Linked DNA regions of Callithrix jacchus: region 1 is linked to region 2. A link is a contact called in public Hi-C data. All regions are on one chromosome and are shown on one strand. The core of a region is the stretch at or near the end of the contact, and the rest is flanking DNA. Distances in the headings are between cores, read along the strand shown.

What was found. A called contact is a pair of places that touch in the nucleus more often than the background predicts.
Region 1: a Hi-C map of skeletal muscle shows a contact between it and region 2, with 2.6 times the contacts expected there. The contact joins the promoter of CHD5 here to the promoter of LOC128928314 in region 2. A contact is called at or near these places in 2 of 3 Hi-C or Micro-C datasets (induced pluripotent stem cells and skeletal muscle).

Annotation. Positions count from the first base shown.
Region 1 is chr7:44,072,201-44,076,099 of calJac240_pri, reverse strand. CHD5 (chromodomain helicase DNA binding protein 5) reads left to right here and starts at 2,267. Exons shown (of 41, transcript XM_078330184.1): 1 at 2,267-2,644. The coding sequence starts at 2,566.
Region 2 is chr7:43,935,823-43,939,874 of calJac240_pri, reverse strand. LOC128928314 reads right to left here and starts at 2,194. Exons shown (of 4, transcript XM_078330235.1): 1 at 1,936-2,194. The coding sequence starts at 2,095. The region is part of intron 2 of KCNAB2 (voltage-gated potassium channel subunit beta-2); the gene reads right to left.

The sequences.
Region 1 (3,899 bases), core at 1,018-3,517, 140 kb before region 2:
CTGCCCACCTCAGGCTCCCAAAGTGCTGGGATTACAGGCATGAGCCACTGCAACTGGCTGGAAAATTTTTTTTTTTCCTTGATGCTTGTATAACGAATATGTTAAAAAATATTTTAGTTTTTGAATTGCCACTGAGGTGTAATTATGAGCTCTCCGATCGGCAGACATGAGAATCGCGTCTACTGAAACAGTGACCTTCCCAATAGGCTTGTTCTCGCAACTGCAGTTTACTGTTCACCTTTTTAGGGGTTGCTTTTAACATCATGCATTTTTGGCCATTGTAATTAAAATGACCATTTAATATTTAACAATAATAAGAGCTCTCCTTTAAAAAGACTGGAGATTTGTAGTAAAACGTCCATTTGTTTCTAGCATTCCAGTTTGTGCTTTTGGACATTAAATAATATTACCTAGCTGCAGTCATCAGGAAGGACAGGATGGGGAGAGGATTATGACTGATGAGCATCTTGACTCTGATTTGTTGCCAAATGAAGCAGTTAGAAGTGTTCTTTCTTGAATGATATCTTGACTTTCTCAGCCTCGCCTTGGGAATTGGAGCCAAGGTTAATGATGGGGGCGGCTTTCTGGTGATGAGAAATATTGTAAGTCAGAGTTTTTCTACTGAAGGGCAGGGGACCTTTGATGGGATTAGAGAGGTGTTGTGGGGCTGGTAACAGGGGTGTGCATGTCAGCTTAGGGGTTTCTTCCCAGGTGGTTACCATTCAGGGAGACAGTTGGTCTGGAAAGAACGAGGAAGAGGCAGGTTTGGTTCAAGCCTCTCATCTGGGGCTCCCCCTGGCTAGCTGCTCCGTGGGGAAACAACCTTGGGAGGGGAGCCGTTTGGTTTCCTGGCCTGCTTCCCTGCAGAGGGTTCCTTTCCCCTTGCGGGCAGCCAGCACTGGGCTAATCTATCTACAGCGTGGTTAAAGGGTGTCTGGGAGATGGAGGGGTTCCCAACACCCTAGTCTTTGGTTCTAGAAGACTGGACCGACCTCTCTTTGCCCAGGAATGAATGCAGAGGGTCTTTTGTTTGGAGCTTGCTGGCAATTAAATTGGATGGGAAGAACCGGAGAACTGCTCCCTTCTCTCTGCCCTTCCCCAGCCATCCTTTGCCTCTGGCCAGTGGCCTGGACTCACGGTGGCTTGGGTTGTGGTGACCTCCCGAAGAGGTCTTGCACTGGGGACCCTTGGCCGAGTGGGCACAACTCGCCCGGCTCTACAAAGATGGCAGGACAGGGAGAGATGCCAGCATAACAGGGGCAGCGGTTAGAGCTGGTCTGGATGGGGCTCCAGCGGAGACTTCCTCCCTGCTCTTGGCTCCCCAAGCCCAGCTGATCTCGCTGGTCTCAGGTGGTTCCCCCAATGCCCCTGCGAGGCAGTGAGAGAGGGAGTCCCTCTGGGGTTAGAGAGCTGGCGGCCGGCCGGCCCCTGGAACTTTGCGTTCTTAAGGTAGCTCTAAGACTTGCCGCCGCGGAGACTGAAGGCGCTCATTTAAAATTCCAGTCTTGCTCCCGAGGGCTTTGGCCTCCATCTTCACCTTTAACGACCGAGGACTGGTGGCGGCGGTCCCTTTCGCTCCGAGACAGGTGTCGCTTCTGAGCGGGAATTTTGGGCACAGACGACGCAGATCCGCACTGCCGGCAGGGCTCTGCATGGCTTTGAGCTGGACCCAGCCTGGAGGGGCTTTTTGGAAGATGGCACGTGGGCGGTGGGAGCGGGGAAGCGGGTGAGGGGAGCCCGCCTGCGCGGATTTTTCTGCAGTAACCAGACCCACAGTCTCCGTCCTTTCCTCAAGTGTGGAACACGTTTTTCTTATAATCCTCTTTGGAGAGGAGGTCAGGAACGTACCGAGGCCGGAGCCGGGTGCGGGGCGGGTCCCTGCGCGTGTGAACCCAGTGGGGAGCGGGCGGCGAGCTGCCCTGGACACCCCTCCGCGCCGTTGGGGGACCCGGGACCTGGAGGGCGGAGGCTGCTTGCCCTGCCAGGGGTGCGCGGGGGCGGCGTTTCCCCGCCTCTCCCTGTGCCCGGGCTCGCCCAGCCCAGGCTGCCCGCTCGGCCGTCGGGTCCCCGGGCGCGCGGACGCCTCGACGGCTCCCCCTGCCGGGGCGCCCCCCCTCCCGGTCCCCACCCTAGACCAGCGGCTCAGGACTAGTCTCCCAACTTGTTCTTTGCTGTTAACTAGTCGCGCTGCCGGAACGATGGGATGGGGTTGCCACAGCAACCAGACTGGACGTCACAATCCGGGCATGTGTGCCGCCCCCCCGCCGTGCCGCCGTGCCTCCGGCGCTGCCGCCGCCACCCTCGGCCGGCTGCGGGACTCGGGCTGCGGGGCGCGGTGGGCGGAGCGCCCGGGCTTTGCGCGGAGCGGGCTAAGGCGGCCAAGAGCAAGGGGGGTCGAGACAGGGGGGTTGGAGGTTTGGGGGGCGGGGGGGGCAGACGGCCGCCATCTTCTCGCCGAGGCCGCCTCGCCCGCCGCGCGCGCCCGTCCGGCAGCGCACGGGTTAAGGCTGGCACCGCGCCCGGCGGGAGGGGGGGAGCCCACCTCCCCTTCTTTCCGCGCCGGGCATGCGGGGCCCACTGGGCACCGAGGAGGAGCTACCGCGGCTGTTCGCCGAGGAGATGGAGAACGAGGACGAGATGTCAGGTGAGCGGGGCGCGGGTGCGCCCGGGGCCAGAGCGGCAGGGGCGCCGAGGCGGGCCGGGCCGGGGGCCGGAGCGCGGGCTGCAGGGGCGGTGCGGCCGGGCTGGCACCGCTCAGGAGGGGTGCAGGGGCTGCAGGGCTGCGCTCCCGCCCGACTGGGGCCGCGCGGCCAAGGGCGCGGGCAGGGTGAGCGCCCGGGCACGGCGTGCGGGCGGCCAAGGGCGGGGTGCGATCCGGGCGCCCCGGGCGGCGACGCGGGCCAGGCGGGCCGGAGGATGGCGGGCGGGGCCTGCGCTGGGCGCCCGGGCCGGGAGGGGTCGCAGCGCTGCCGGGGTCGGCCCGCGTGCCCTTGAAGGGGGCGGGAATCGCGGTGGCTCCTGGAGCGGCGCACTCCGCGCTCGCGTCTCAACGCCGCGCGCCTCTGGCCTCGCCGCGGACAGGCGGCACCCAGCCCCTGGCCCATCTCGGCCGCGGGGCGGGCTGGGTGGGGCCCAGAGCGGAGTGAGGACTGGCGGTGCTTGAGGACACGGCGAGCGCCCAGGATGGGACGGCTTCCCTCCCGGCCCAGGAGGGTTCCACGCTGGGGCGCACCGGCTCGGACCTCTGCTCCTCTTCCCTGGCCTCTGGGCGCTGTGACCGCCGCTCCCAAGCACTTTACCCGGGCCGCCGGCGTCCTCCTGGCGCGCCCTGGCGCCCGCCGCTGTCTCCAGCACCCCCATTGCCCAGGGTGGTGGCGTTCCCTGCCTTGGCTACAGGCCTGACACCCCAGGGCCACCGCCCCTGCCCTTGCCATCTCTCTCCTTTTTTCTCTCAGAATTTAGCATACACGGGGCCGTGGGCCAGGGGTTGCCTTGTAGGACAGTTCTTGAGTTAACAGCTCACCATTTGTTTGGGATGTTTTCCCTCCCGGCACAGCTGGGCAGAGCCCCACCCTGTCAGCCACCCTGCCTCCTTTCTGGGAGACTCTTACTTCTCGGCTTCCCTACACCAAGTGTATGGCCTCTCTGGACTTCGGAGAGACTTGTGGGAGGCTGGAGGCTCTCCTGGGCCCAGGAATGTGCCTCTGGCCCCTCTGACTTCCAGGGGTGAGAAGATTCCACAAATGGACACCTCCAGCTCCTGTTGGAGGAAGCAGCTCAGAGTCTTCTCTGGAGGGTATTCCTACCAGGTGGCCACGCCCCCTGCCCCCTCCTGTTTGCTTGCTAGGTTCCTTGGTGGCTTTAATGCCGTGACCAGGCCCCTACAGGAGCCTGGCACT
Region 2 (4,052 bases), core at 945-3,444:
GAAAGGCAGGTCCAGCCTCAGACGTGCAAGCTCCCTGCCTGGCCCGATGAGGCTGAGATCAATAGCCATTAGCTTTTAAGATATTACCCACAAAAAGCAACCCGGGTCTGGTTTGGACCTGGAAATACAGCCAAGGCCCTAGGGCAGGAGGACAGGGTGGCTGAGTGCCCAGCTTCTGGACAGAGGCAGCTCTGGTTGTCATCTGCTCATGGCGTGACCCAGGCAGGTACCTTGACCACTTCCAGCTTCAGCCTCCACATCTATGAGGTGGGTACAACGCCTGTTGTACCAGGCTGCTGTGGGCTGTGTGAGATGACACTTTGGATAACCGGGTGGGAGCTGGTGAAGCTGCCAGGAGCGAGTCTTGTAGGGGGTGTGGGATGACACCAATTATGATAAATGCCATGGAGAGAAAACTCCACCACCAGGGGCCAGCAGGAAGGCTGGAAGGAACTTGTGACCACAGGCTTGAGTTAGAGGAGTGAGCCACACAGATACCAAATCTCCCCAGAAAATGCTTAAGGGAGAGAACACAGAGGTGAATAATCACCCCCTCCTGCAGAGAATGTGCACCTTCCCGGCAAGATGGTGAGGGGCCAAGTTTGGGGATGTGGGTGGGAGTAACCAATGCCCAGGCTCCAAAAGGCCAACCAGGGCTCCACCTGGGCATTTCCTGGCAGTGCCGGGCGGCAGTTGGTGGGGGTGGGACTGGCTTCCTGCCTCAGGCCCACCGGCTCTTTGCAAGTGGCCCTCTCTTGTATGTGTGGGGCTCCCACACCAGGACTTGCATCCTCCTGCACAGTGGGGGCTCCCCGTGGTCCTGAGAGGTCATGACTCTGGGAGGGCTGCCACGGGGGAAGAAAGATGTGTGCATGCCAAAGGCCAAGAGGCTCTGCCCATTACCAGCGGTGCCCGGGAACAGAGGACAAAGGCCGGCTCCTCTGGACTCTCTCACACCGGGGTTCCATTCCTGGTTTTCAGCGAAGGTGACTCTAACAGCATCAGGTCCCTGGATGAAGGGCCCCCGTGAGACACTGCAGGGAGGAGGAAGTGGCCCCAGTGCCGGGTGCCTGCCTCGGGAACCCCACTTTTCCTGAACTCAAGAGTGCAGTGACCCCTGACCTGATTCAAAATATCCCAGAATCCAGCTTCTTTCCAGAGTGAGGGTCTCTGAGCCCTGACACTCCCTCACCATCCTGGTACCAAGCAAAATGAGCCCCTCCTCAATAGCCATGGCTAATTATGTGGCCGCTACAAGTTCTTTCCTGGGCTGGGCCTGCCCTGTGCAGATCTATTCCTGTAGATCAGAGGCCCAGGGGGATTCAGGTGAATTAACACTGTGACACGGAAAAATGAAAGAAAGATGTTGACCTCATTAAGTCAGTAGGAATCACTACCTCCTCTCAGACTCCTCTACCTGGAATTTCTGAATCGTTTTGTTTACTGAAAGCCAAGAAAGCACAAATTGTGAGACTGAGAAGGAATCCGGACTGTCACTTCTGCATGGTGACACCTGTCCAGAGAGCAGAGAGCCCAACCAAAGTTCTCAAAAGCGGAAACTGAAGGGGAGCTGCTACCATTCCGGGGTGCGGCTCTACAATGCACGGCATTGCATCAGTGCAAACACAAAGGAATTTGCGCCCAAGGACAATCAGCAAACCGACGCCCAAACAAGCACCCCCGGCTCCCTTGGCACGTGCTTCCTGCACAGACAAGACCGAACCTCCCCGACCGCGCTCTGGGCAAAATTGGAAAATGCTAAATCTTAATCAACGGTGAATACAACGAGGTGGGAGCTAGATGGCTGAGTCTCCAGCAGACGGGGAAACAGCCAGCCTGGGGCAGGTCTGGGCTGCAAGCAGGCTCAAGCGAGAGATGCTGCCCGGCTGAAGCCACCGCCCACCACCCCATCCATCACAGTCATTCCAGGTTTACCTCGGGCTGTCTCTTTTTTGAGGTCTTCTGCTTTGAAAAAACACAGAGGGTCTAATTTCAGATTAGCCAAAAGCATCCCAAAATATTGTCTCCTCTTATTCTCATTCCCGGGGATTCGAACCCCCGAGCAGCACCTCCCCTGGGAAGGTAGCGGCTGCATCCAGTCCTGGGGCTGAAGGGAGGACTCACCTGCCTTCCTGGGGGCGTCTGCTTGTTAAAAAGGCCACAGTCTAGTTTATTAGGGATCACTAGACGCTCTAAGGATCTGGCACGCAGCTTTTTCATTAGGGAGTGTCACTGCAGGACGTCAGAAGCAATTGGTGAATGAGATGAGTCCCACCAGAGTCGTGTTTTGAGGCAGCGAGTCCATTAGTTCTATTAGGGCGTTTTCATCTCAGCGAAAGAGGCTGAATTATTCATGAGCGCCTCTTCCCCTAAAAGCTCGGAAAGTGCAGTTCCGTGCTGCAACCTGGCAAAGCCCCCTCCTGGTGCGCAGAGTTGGGGTGCAGCCCAAGGCGGGGGTTCCTGCCAGTCCCCCAACCTGGCAAGGCCCACTCCTAGTGTGCAGAGTTGGGGTACAGGCCAAGGTGGGGGTCCTGCCAGTCCCTCAGGCCTACCCTTGCTGCCTCCACCAACCCTGTGTGCCAGAAACACAAAGCCTTGGACCCACAGGTCAAAAGGGGCAGGACTTACTCTTTGGTACTTTAGCGTGGGACACAGAGCCTGCAGCTTCTGCACCCCACTCAATTCTAAACTGTGCAGCAGGGTGGCTGGGGGCTTCGTGGTATGGGACCACCACTCACAGCCCAAGGGCGTCTGCAGAGGCCTCTGTTCAGCTCACGAGGACATTCTTCCTCTCCTCACCAGGGCACACCCCAGATTGGCATATCTGATACTGCCAGTACCATACATGGCAGGAGGGCCCCAGAACCTGCTATGTGGATGCCACACTGCTGCTTACTCCAGGCAGAGACAGAGGAGCCCTTCTCCACAGCACATGTCCTGACCTGGCGTTTGGGAAATACTTTGAGACCACGCCAAACAAGGCTGAGCTCTGGGATGAGGCTAAGTGCTGAGCCGCAACCCCAGGGTCACAACCCCTAGGGTCACTGTGTGTCACAGGATGCCAGCAAAGTCCCAGCAGGACATCATCTTCTGGCTGATAAATTGAAACAATGAATGTGGGATTTTGAATGGAGGCAGAACTATCTCCCCCCATGACAAATGAGCAAAGAGTGGTGGCTGCCATGGGGGAAGGTGCGGGACAGGAAATCAGCACCCTAGATGCAGGGTGAAAGGTAAATGAAGTGGGAGGCTGGGAAAGGATGCGGAGTCCAGAGGTGTCTGGCTGTGGGTGACTAGCTGGGAAGGGCTTGGCGACTGAATTGGATGGACTGCCCCCAAAGGCCCAAGCCCACTCTGTGAGTTCCTCATGTCACCCTGGTCGGGGTGGCCTGCACCTCACATGCTCCGAAAGAGGCCCTCTCTTTCCCTGGGTCTGCTGCTCCTCTCTGGCCCTCTCTGTCTCAGCATCTGCCCATCAGCGGCCAGCCCGGTGGTTGCGATGTCCTTTTCTCAGGTCCTGTACCCCTTCATTCTCTCTGCAGTTCCGGTAGCTCAGTCCTTCTGCACCTTTCCTGGACATCAGTCTCCTTGCATCCGCCTCTCTCCCGTCTTACTTCCTGCTACCGGGCTTCCTTCCCAGAGCAGATCTCTGACTCCTGCCCTGCTCAAACACCATAGATGGCTCCCCAGTGCCCTCTGAATGCATCCGAGCCCTGTAGCTTGGCATTTGAGGCCCCCACCAACATCCACCTCTGTAGTCTGCCTCTCCTCGTTCTCTATCATGTCCCTGATGGCCCAGGCTGGGTAACTGTCATTTCCTGTTCTCTGTGGACACCTCTGAGCTGGGGCTCGGGCTGTTGTATCTATGGGAAGGTGCTTCCCAGTCTCCGTGTTGAATCCTGCACAGCCTTCAAGGTTCAGATCAAGCCCATGCTGCCTTCTCCACGAAGCCTTCCTGGCTCTCGGCTGGCTGTGGCCACTCCTTCCTCAGACCCCAGAGGCTCTTTGGGCCTCTCCCATGACGTGTTTTGCCTTCTGGAGATCATCAGAGT